3 separate regions of the Macaca mulatta genome follow, and regions 1 and 2 are each linked to region 3. The links are chromatin contacts, called in public Hi-C maps. All regions are on one chromosome and are shown on one strand. Each heading gives the region's core, a stretch centred on a gene start, on an enhancer-like site or on the middle of the called end of the contact. The rest is flanking DNA. Distances are from core to core; before and after follow the strand shown. Region 1 holds the start of H2BC5 (H2B clustered histone 5). Region 2 holds the start of H2AC6 (H2A clustered histone 6). Region 3 holds the start of H3C2 (H3 clustered histone 2).

Region 1 (2,700 bases), core at 66-2,565, 120 kb before region 3:
GGAAGTTTTCTTTCCCTTTCTACCTTATCCAGTCCTAGGTACTAAGGGGCATCTAGGAAAGGGTAAATTGTACTGCAAAGGGGGCTTCAGTCCTGCGGTAACTATTGCCTACCTGCAGTCAGACACCTTAATGACTATTTGGGTTTCTGCCATTACCTAGTGAACTTTTAACCTGAAAGCTGCCAAAAGAAAACTATAAATTAAATAGCTTTCTGAAAAAGACGGTTTAGCAAAATAATTTTAAGGTGTCTCAGAAGTTGCTTCTTTTTTCCTGCACCTCAGCGCCTAGGATCCGCCTTTTCCTCCCCTACTCGCCTAAGAGCTTCAGAGAGAAACTGGCCCAATTACAAAGCAAACCAGAAACCTTTGTAATACTTCCGTGTTCAGCTCACATTGTCTTCAGCCTTTACTTGCAGTTATCACGTATCTGCATGGTAAAAATTTTACAAGAAAACGGGGGGCGGGGGTGATGGTGGAGAAAGCTCCAAACAGAAGGAAGTTGCAAAAGGGTGCTCTTTTGTGTTCAGGGTGGGCCGTCACCACACGAAGTCCCAGATCAACATCACGATCAACTTGGAAATCTGCACACGGAAACGAAAGAGCTGTACACTTACAGTACTTTCAGTTTATGTTAGTGTTATCTGACACTAAATGAGCTAATGATCTAGTATGTGCCCATAGCACTCAACTTCTGGTACCTATTGTTACTACCTATAATTTCCAAGTATTTCCTCTGCAGTACTAACATAACATTAAAGATTGGTAGTATGGTGCTGAGAAATCCAATAATCCCCCTTTTGAATGAAATTACAACTCATTTACTGAAAACATGCGTGGCTCTTAAAAGAGCCTTTGGGATTAGGTGTAAAGATGCTTACTTGGCAAAGTTACTTGGAACTGGTGTACTTGGTGACGGCCTTGGTGCCCTCCGACACGGCGTGCTTGGCCAGCTCCCCCGGAAGCAGCAGGCGCACGGCCGTCTGGATCTCCCTGGAAGTGATGGTCGAGCGCTTGTTGTAGTGCGCCAGGCGGGAAGCCTCGCCGGCGATGCGCTCGAAGATGTCGTTGACGAAGGAATTCATGATCCCCATAGCCTTGGAAGAGATGCCGGTGTCGGGGTGGACCTGCTTCAGCACCTTGTACACATACACGGAATAGCTCTCTTTGCGGCTGCGCTTGCGCTTCTTCCCGTCCTTCTTCTGCGCCTTAGTCACCGCCTTCTTGGAGCCCTTCTTTGGGGCAGGAGCAGACTTGGTAGGCTCAGGCATAGCAACGTTAATAATTACAACACTGTCGCAAACACCTGAGAAAATAATCACTCCCACCGATGCCCCGTTCATTTATAGATGCGGTATTCAAATGAGGTTAATCAGATTTCGTTTATGATTGGATTAATTTTTGTGTGTCGTCACAAATGCCAATGTAAACGACACTTAAAAGTCTACCTTTTCATTGGCTATTTCATTACTTTACTTTTACCCAATCAGAAAGCCCAGACCAGACTACCCGAGGCTACTATAAATAGTCGTCTTTAGACAAGTCAGCTGTGCACTTCTCTTGGAGCAGTTGTTTTTGAGATCACACTTTTTATTAGCGTTGTGGTGTCAGAACGTATACTGAAAGATACTTTAGGAGAGCTCACGTTCTCTTTTCTTCCTCTAACAAATTATAGGACTCGTTGCATACAGAAGTCATGGTAATTGGGATATCCCTGGAAGTCTGGCAGTTTTGCGTTTGGGAAGTCATCTATGCAAATGCTACATTTAAGGACCAAGTATTTTCTGCAGTGTCAATTTCTAATTTTTAGTTGTGGCAGTGGTTGAAATAGTGTACTATGCCACCTGTGTCGAGACGTACTCCTCTGCACTCCTTCATTGCTTGCCATAGTCTGTAGGGAGCCAGCACGGAAATTGAGTGTTCTCTATTCGGAACTCATACGTCCCAGCCTAGAAGCCCGCGAAAATCCCGACTTTTTTTCCCATGCTATTTGCAGGCCAGATCTCGCTAAGTGTTAAGTACTACGGAGGTCGAAATGGGTTTTAACTCCAGTATTCGAAAACGCAATAAAAGCTCAATGACGCGGCTGCACTCCTGCTTGGCCGACGGAACGCGAAATGACCCCCTGGCCAAAAACGGCTCCTCTCTCCCGACTTTGTTCCCGGGAGACCCGCCCCTCAATAGCGGCGTTTTCCCGGCCACACCCCCTGATAGTGTAACAGCTCTTTTACTGAAAGCGGTGGGTGGCTCTGAAAAGAGCCTTTGGGTTGTGTTGAGCTTCTAAGCAGTTGGCCAAAGGAACTTCCTACTTTTTCTTGGCTGCCGCCTTCTTTGGCTTGGCTGCCTTGGGCTTGGCGGTCTTTGGTTTAGCCGCCTTGGGTTTCACTGCTTTGGCCTTCGCTGGGCTCTTGGGCGCTTTTTTTGGCTTGGCTGCTTTAGCCTTTTTCGGGCTTTTCGCTTTTTTGGCTCCAGCAGCCGCAGCCGGCTTCTTCGCCTTCTTTGGGGTCTTCTTGGCGCTCTTCTTAGGGGTGGCTGCCCCCGTCGCCTTCTTGGGCTTCTTCGCCGCTCCTGTAGGCTTCTTGGCTTTGGCCGCGCCTGCCTTTTTAGCTTTAGGCTTGGCTTCCCCGGAGGCCGCCTTCTTGTTGAGTTTGAAAGAACCCGATGCGCCGGTGCCCTTGGTCTGCACCAGAGTGCCCTTGCTCA
Region 2 (2,700 bases), core at 175-2,674, 90 kb before region 3:
TTTGGAGACGGTGTCTCACTCTGTTGCCCAAGCTGGATGACAGTGGCACGGTCTCGGCTTACTGCAGCCTCCCCCTCCCTCCCACCTCAAGCGACTGTCCTGAGTCAGACTCAAGAGTAGCTGCAATTGAAAGGTATGTGCCACCACGCCCGACTAGTTTTTGTTAATTTTTTTTAGAGACGAGTTTCATCATGTTGGCCAGGTTAGCGTCGAACTCGTGACCTCAGGTGATCCGCGCCCCTCGGCCTCCCAAAGTGCTAGGATTAGAGAGGTGAGCAGAAAGCAAAGGTTTTTGAGTGGCCACAGGCCCCAGTCTCCTTTTTTGGCTGTCCTGGAAACCTAGACGCTTGAGTCTCTTAAAATAAAACAGCACGTTGCGTGTCAGGCATCGTTCTAGAGTAGAGACATTAGTCTGTTTTTTAGACACCTTTCAACTTCCTGGTTAACTTTTAGACAGTATACTCTGCACTTTAGCAGGAATGGAACCTAGAAGTTTAACAGAATTAAGAAAATGAGGCTGCCTACAGCCTAAATTGAGAACAAAATAGAAGGGGGACTAGTCGGAGGGCCGAACGAGGTTACCGTCACGCTACAGTTTTGCCTTGAATTTACATTTTAAAAGCAATCAGTTTTTTAGATCACCAGGTATCCCTAGAATGTAAACTAATTAGGCACCAACTATGGTCGATCTTACAAAACACTAGACTAGATAGTTAGAATATAATGATAGCACATACGAACATTAGATCCTAACTGACCTAATAGACCAACCTTTAGTAACACCGTTCCCCAAAAAACTGAAAAGCAAGAATACACGTTGCTCCAGATTGAGATAAAATTAACTTACCTTAGTGCTTTTTTCCCTCGTACGTACAAGCAGTGAGGTTAGCTCTTCCTCTGAAACGGTAGGGGGGCTCTGAAAAGAGCCTTTGGGTTTGATAGCGTTTCACGGAAGCTCAGATGCCTGTCAAATCACTTGCCCTTGGCCTTGTGGTGACTCTCGGTTTTCTTAGGCAAAAGCACGGCCTGGATATTAGGAAGGACGCCGCCCTGAGCAATTGTCACCCGGCCTAGCAGCTTGTTGAGCTCCTCGTCGTTACGGATGGCCAGCTGCAAGTGGCGCGGGATGATGCGGGTCTTCTTGTTGTCGCGAGCCGCGTTGCCGGCCAGCTCCAGGATCTCGGCAGTCAGGTACTCCAACACAGCCGCCAGGTACACCGGCGCGCCTGCCCCGACCCGCTCTGCGTAATTGCCTTTGCGGAGCAGGCGGTGCACTCGGCCCACCGGGAACTGGAGACCAGCACGAGAAGAGCGAGATTTCGCTTTGGCGCGAGCTTTGCCTCCCTGCTTACCGCGTCCAGACATCTCAATAACACAAAACAGCACCAAAACAAGCAGTCCAAGCTCAGGAGAAAACAAACAAAATCGAAAAATGTGTAAAACATGGCTGCTTTTATAGGTAGTTGCTGGGGAGTAAATCCGACTTTTCGATTGGTCGGTAGCAAATACTAGTCAGGTAGCCAATAGAAAAGCTGCACTTTCATACCTCATTTGCATAGCTCGGCCCACGGATGACAACTCTGCAGTTTGTCTTCCAATTAACTAAGAGGTACTCTCCATCCCTCATTAGCATAAAGGCCCTATAAGTAGCAGAAATCCGTTGTTTACTTCCGACACATTTCTGGTGTTAAAGATGCCTGAGCCAGCCAAGTCTGCTCCCGCCCCAAAGAAGGGCTCCAAGAAGGCGGTGACCAAGGCGCAGAAAAAAGATGGGAAAAAGCGCAAGCGCAGCCGCAAGGAGAGCTACTCTGTTTATGTGTACAAGGTGCTGAAGCAGGTCCACCCCGACACCGGCATCTCTTCCAAAGCGATGGGGATCATGAATTCTTTCGTTAACGACATATTTGAGCGTATCGCGGGGGAGGCTTCCCGCCTGGCGCATTACAACAAGCGCTCGACCATCACCTCCAGGGAGATACAGACTGCCGTGCGCCTGCTCCTTCCCGGAGAGCTGGCGAAGCACGCCGTGTCGGAGGGCACCAAGGCCGTCACCAAGTACACCAGCTCCAAGTAAACTTTTCAAGTAAGCGTCTTAACACTTAACCCCAAAGGCTCTTTTAAGAGCCACCCACATACCCACTAAAAGAGCTGTGGCCTGACGCCAAAGTTTTATTTGGCGGCGGAAGAGTATTAGGGATTGGAGAAGGGTGGGGACAAGTTCTACAACTTAGAGAGGGACAAAGGGGCCTGAGCCTGGAAGAAACCAGCCACTAAAAATGGGTTTGGGGTCAATTCGTTGCGCTTAAATTTAAAATAGAGACAAGCGGCCATTTTGCTAACCCCGCGTTCCCGGAAGAAACTTCAGGCTCGCGTGGGTTTCGGACCCAGTTGTCTGTCCCTGTTTACGTCGCCTGGATGAACGGCTGCCGTAAAGTCATAATTTCGACATCAGTTTCTAGCCAATAGGCTGTCCTGTCATTTTTAATATTAACCAATCGAGAGAAAGCTGGTTTGAAGCCCTTATTTACATAGCGGACCGGAGTGGAAACCTGGGGAGTAACTGGCTAAGGAAGGACACCCACTCTGTTTTCGTGGCGCACACCTTCGTAATATACTGAAGGCTGTGTCTCCTTGGTTTCCAACTGCCCCGGTAATAAAGTCCTTTAACATAATACGTGTCGGTTTTGATAAGAGTAAGGC
Region 3 (2,700 bases), core at 176-2,675:
CTAAGACTCGTTCTTCTCGTGCAGGTCTGCAGTTCCCCGTGGGCCGGGTGCACCGCCTGCTCCGCAAAGGCAACTACTCCGAGCGCGTCGGGGCTGGCGCGCCGGTGTATCTGGCGGCGGTGCTTGAGTACCTGACCGCCGAGATCCTGGAGCTGGCGGGCAATGCGGCCCGCGACAACAAGAAAACCCGCATCATCCCGCGCCACCTGCAGTTAGCCATCCGCAACGACGAGGAGCTTAATAAGCTCTTGGGGCGTGTGACCATCGCCCAGGGCGGCGTTCTGCCTAATATTCAGGCGGTACTGCTGCCTAAGAAGACTGAGAGTCATCATAAGGCCAAGGGAAAGTGAAGTGTTAACGTTTCATACACTGTCAGCAGACGAAATCAGCCTAACAACAAAGGCTCTTTTCAGAGCCACCTACGACTTCCGTTAAATGAGCTGTTATGCTTTGTATTATGCAGCCCACACAGATGTTTTGAGGTGTTTTTGATGGTTTTCGTGTGGCACTTTTAGTAATTTGTCCTGCAGAAATCTTGATCTATGTAAACCCTTTAAGGAACTCTACATATGTAGGAGAAATGCCATGCAGCACAAAAAACACTTTTACAGGGGTGATCCTCGCTAAGTTTCACACAGCAGTTACATTTTGGAGGAAGGAAATTATACCCATGGGTGCACTCCTTAAGTATTTTTAATGGAAGTGTTAAGCAAAACACGCATACCCTACACGGCAAAACAGTTTGAAAATGTCACACCATTTGCTCTAGCAATTGATGGCATACACAATTGAGAGCGTACACATTACCACTGAACATTTCAGCATGTATTTCCAAGATAAGGAGCTTTTTTCCAGTGTGGGGGATGTTTTGCTTTGTTTTGAGGTGGAGTCTCCCTCTGTCGGCCAAGCTGGAGTGCAGTGGGGTGATAATAGCTTACTGTAACCTCGAACTCGGGCTCAAGCGATCCTCTTGACAGCCTTCCGAGTAGCTGGGATTACAGGCGGGAGCCGCCACACCCGGCTAAGAGCGTTTTGTTAATTGCCCACACTACTCATGCCACACCCAGAAAAACATCATTTTAAATAAAGAACACATGCAAATTTCCCTAATCGCCTCCAATATTCTTTTTCTTTTTTATATTTTAACTAGAAACAATTGGAGGTTTCCGCGTTGCTTTGTGTGGTTGTAAATTTTAAGACTACGAAGCTTTTCCAGTACAAGACTTGCCACAGTGTAATAGCAGCTAAGGGGTTAAGAAAATGACGTCAGAGTAGCTACCGTAAAGAGCAGGAGCCTCTCTTAATCTTCAACCAGGCACAGAGATGGACCAATCCAAGAAGGGCGAGGGGATTTTTGAATTTTCTTGCGGCCAATAGTTGGTGGTCTGACTCTATAAAAGAAGAGTAGCTCTTTCTTTACTTTCACAAACGTCTCTTGAGGCAAGGTTCTCTGCTTATTGCCATGGCTCGTACCAAACAGACTGCTCGCAAGTCCACGGGCGGTAAGGCGCCACGCAAGCAGCTGGCTACCAAGGCTGCTCGCAAGAGCGCGCCGGCCACCGGCGGCGTGAAAAAGCCTCACCGTTACCGCCCGGGCACTGTAGCTCTGCGCGAGATCCGTCGCTACCAGAAGTCGACCGAGCTGCTGATCCGAAAGCTGCCGTTCCAACGCCTAGTGCGAGAAATCGCCCAGGACTTCAAGACCGACCTTCGCTTCCAGAGCTCAGCGGTGATGGCACTACAAGAGGCTTGCGAGGCCTACTTGGTAGGGCTCTTTGAGGACACAAACCTTTGCGCCATTCATGCCAAGCGGGTGACTATTATGCCCAAGGATATACAGCTTGCTCGCCGCATTCGCGGAGAGAGAGCGTAAACCTAAAGTTACATTTTGATCAGTCCTAAAACCCAAAGGCTCTTTTCAGAGCCACTCAATTATTCCAACGAAAGTAGCTGTGATAACTACGTTTTTGTTAATAAACTCGACAACAGCAAACCAAGAATCCCCAGAAAGCATTAGACTATGTTCTTAAGTTCATTAACAGAAATGTGGTTTGACCCGTTTGGCAGTGTAGACTATTTCTGAGCTTCTTAGGTGCTATTTGGGGAGGAGAAGCTGTATAAGTCCACCTGTCCATTCAGGCCTCTAGCTTGCTATGATTAGCATTTTTTAAAACAACTTTCTAAGGCTAAGAATATAAGGGAAAAACCAGGCAAGTGGTTAACTGGTGCTTACTAGGCTCTTTTGTGAAGCTTTCAAAAGATTGAAAAGTTATGTCTCGCGACTTCCAATGTCTTACTCAAAATGCTTAGAAGAATTTTATTTTTAATTCATTTGGCTGTCCACATTAACCTGAAAGTTATTCTGGTGCAAAATGTGAGGCAGGGATCTAACTGGCTCTCATTTTATCCATAGCTAGCTACCCACTTTTCATCTGTCAATCTGTCGACCAAGCATAATTTAATTCCTTATATATTAATTATTTTATATGTGTGGCTTTGCTTGTAAATAGTCTAGCTGGTTGCATTGCTTTATCTCCTCTAGGACTATGCACCATGACATGCCACATTTTTTTTCCCACTACTTCTTGCCTGTAGTTATCTATTAAAATCTAGAATTTACAAATTTTAACCATTTTATTTCTGTTGATCTTGCTTTTCGGTTTTCTGGAGGTTGGGGGTTGAATACTGGAAGAAAATTTA

What was found. A called contact is a pair of places that touch in the nucleus more often than the background predicts.
Region 1: a Hi-C map of liver shows a contact between it and region 3, with 2.4 times the contacts expected there. The contact joins the promoter of H2BC5 here to the promoter of H3C2 in region 3. A contact is called at or near these places in 3 of 14 Hi-C or Micro-C datasets (blood, fetal cortex germinal zone and liver).
Region 2: a Hi-C map of fetal cortex germinal zone shows a contact between it and region 3, with 2.4 times the contacts expected there. The contact joins the promoter of H2AC6 here to the promoter of H3C2 in region 3. A contact is called at or near these places in 4 of 14 Hi-C or Micro-C datasets (blood, fetal cortex germinal zone, fetal cortical plate and 1 more).

What each region holds. Positions count from the first base shown.
Region 1 is chr4:156,952,335-156,955,034 of T2T-MMU8v2.0, forward strand. It overlaps H2BC5 (H2B clustered histone 5), which reads right to left and starts at 1,316. Exons shown (of 3, transcript XR_013416797.1): 1 at 879-1,316. It overlaps H1-4 (H1.4 linker histone, cluster member), which reads right to left. Exons shown (of 2, transcript XM_078000870.1): 1 at 879-2,700; 2 at 1-581. The coding sequence ends at 2,303.
Region 2 is chr4:156,986,515-156,989,214 of T2T-MMU8v2.0, forward strand. H2AC6 (H2A clustered histone 6) reads right to left here and starts at 1,425. Exons shown (of 2, transcript NM_001193778.2): 1 at 848-1,425. The coding sequence starts at 1,365. The coding sequence ends at 973. It overlaps H2BC4 (H2B clustered histone 4), which reads left to right and starts at 1,673. Exons shown (of 2, transcript XM_001086167.5): 1 at 1,673-2,083. The coding sequence starts at 1,694. The coding sequence ends at 2,074.
Region 3 is chr4:157,076,346-157,079,045 of T2T-MMU8v2.0, forward strand. It overlaps H3C2 (H3 clustered histone 2), which reads left to right and starts at 1,426. Exons shown (of 1, transcript XM_078000875.1): 1 at 1,426-2,700. The coding sequence starts at 1,463. The coding sequence ends at 1,873. H2AC4 (H2A clustered histone 4) reads left to right here. Exons shown (of 1, transcript NM_001193724.2): 1 at 1-350. The coding sequence ends at 350.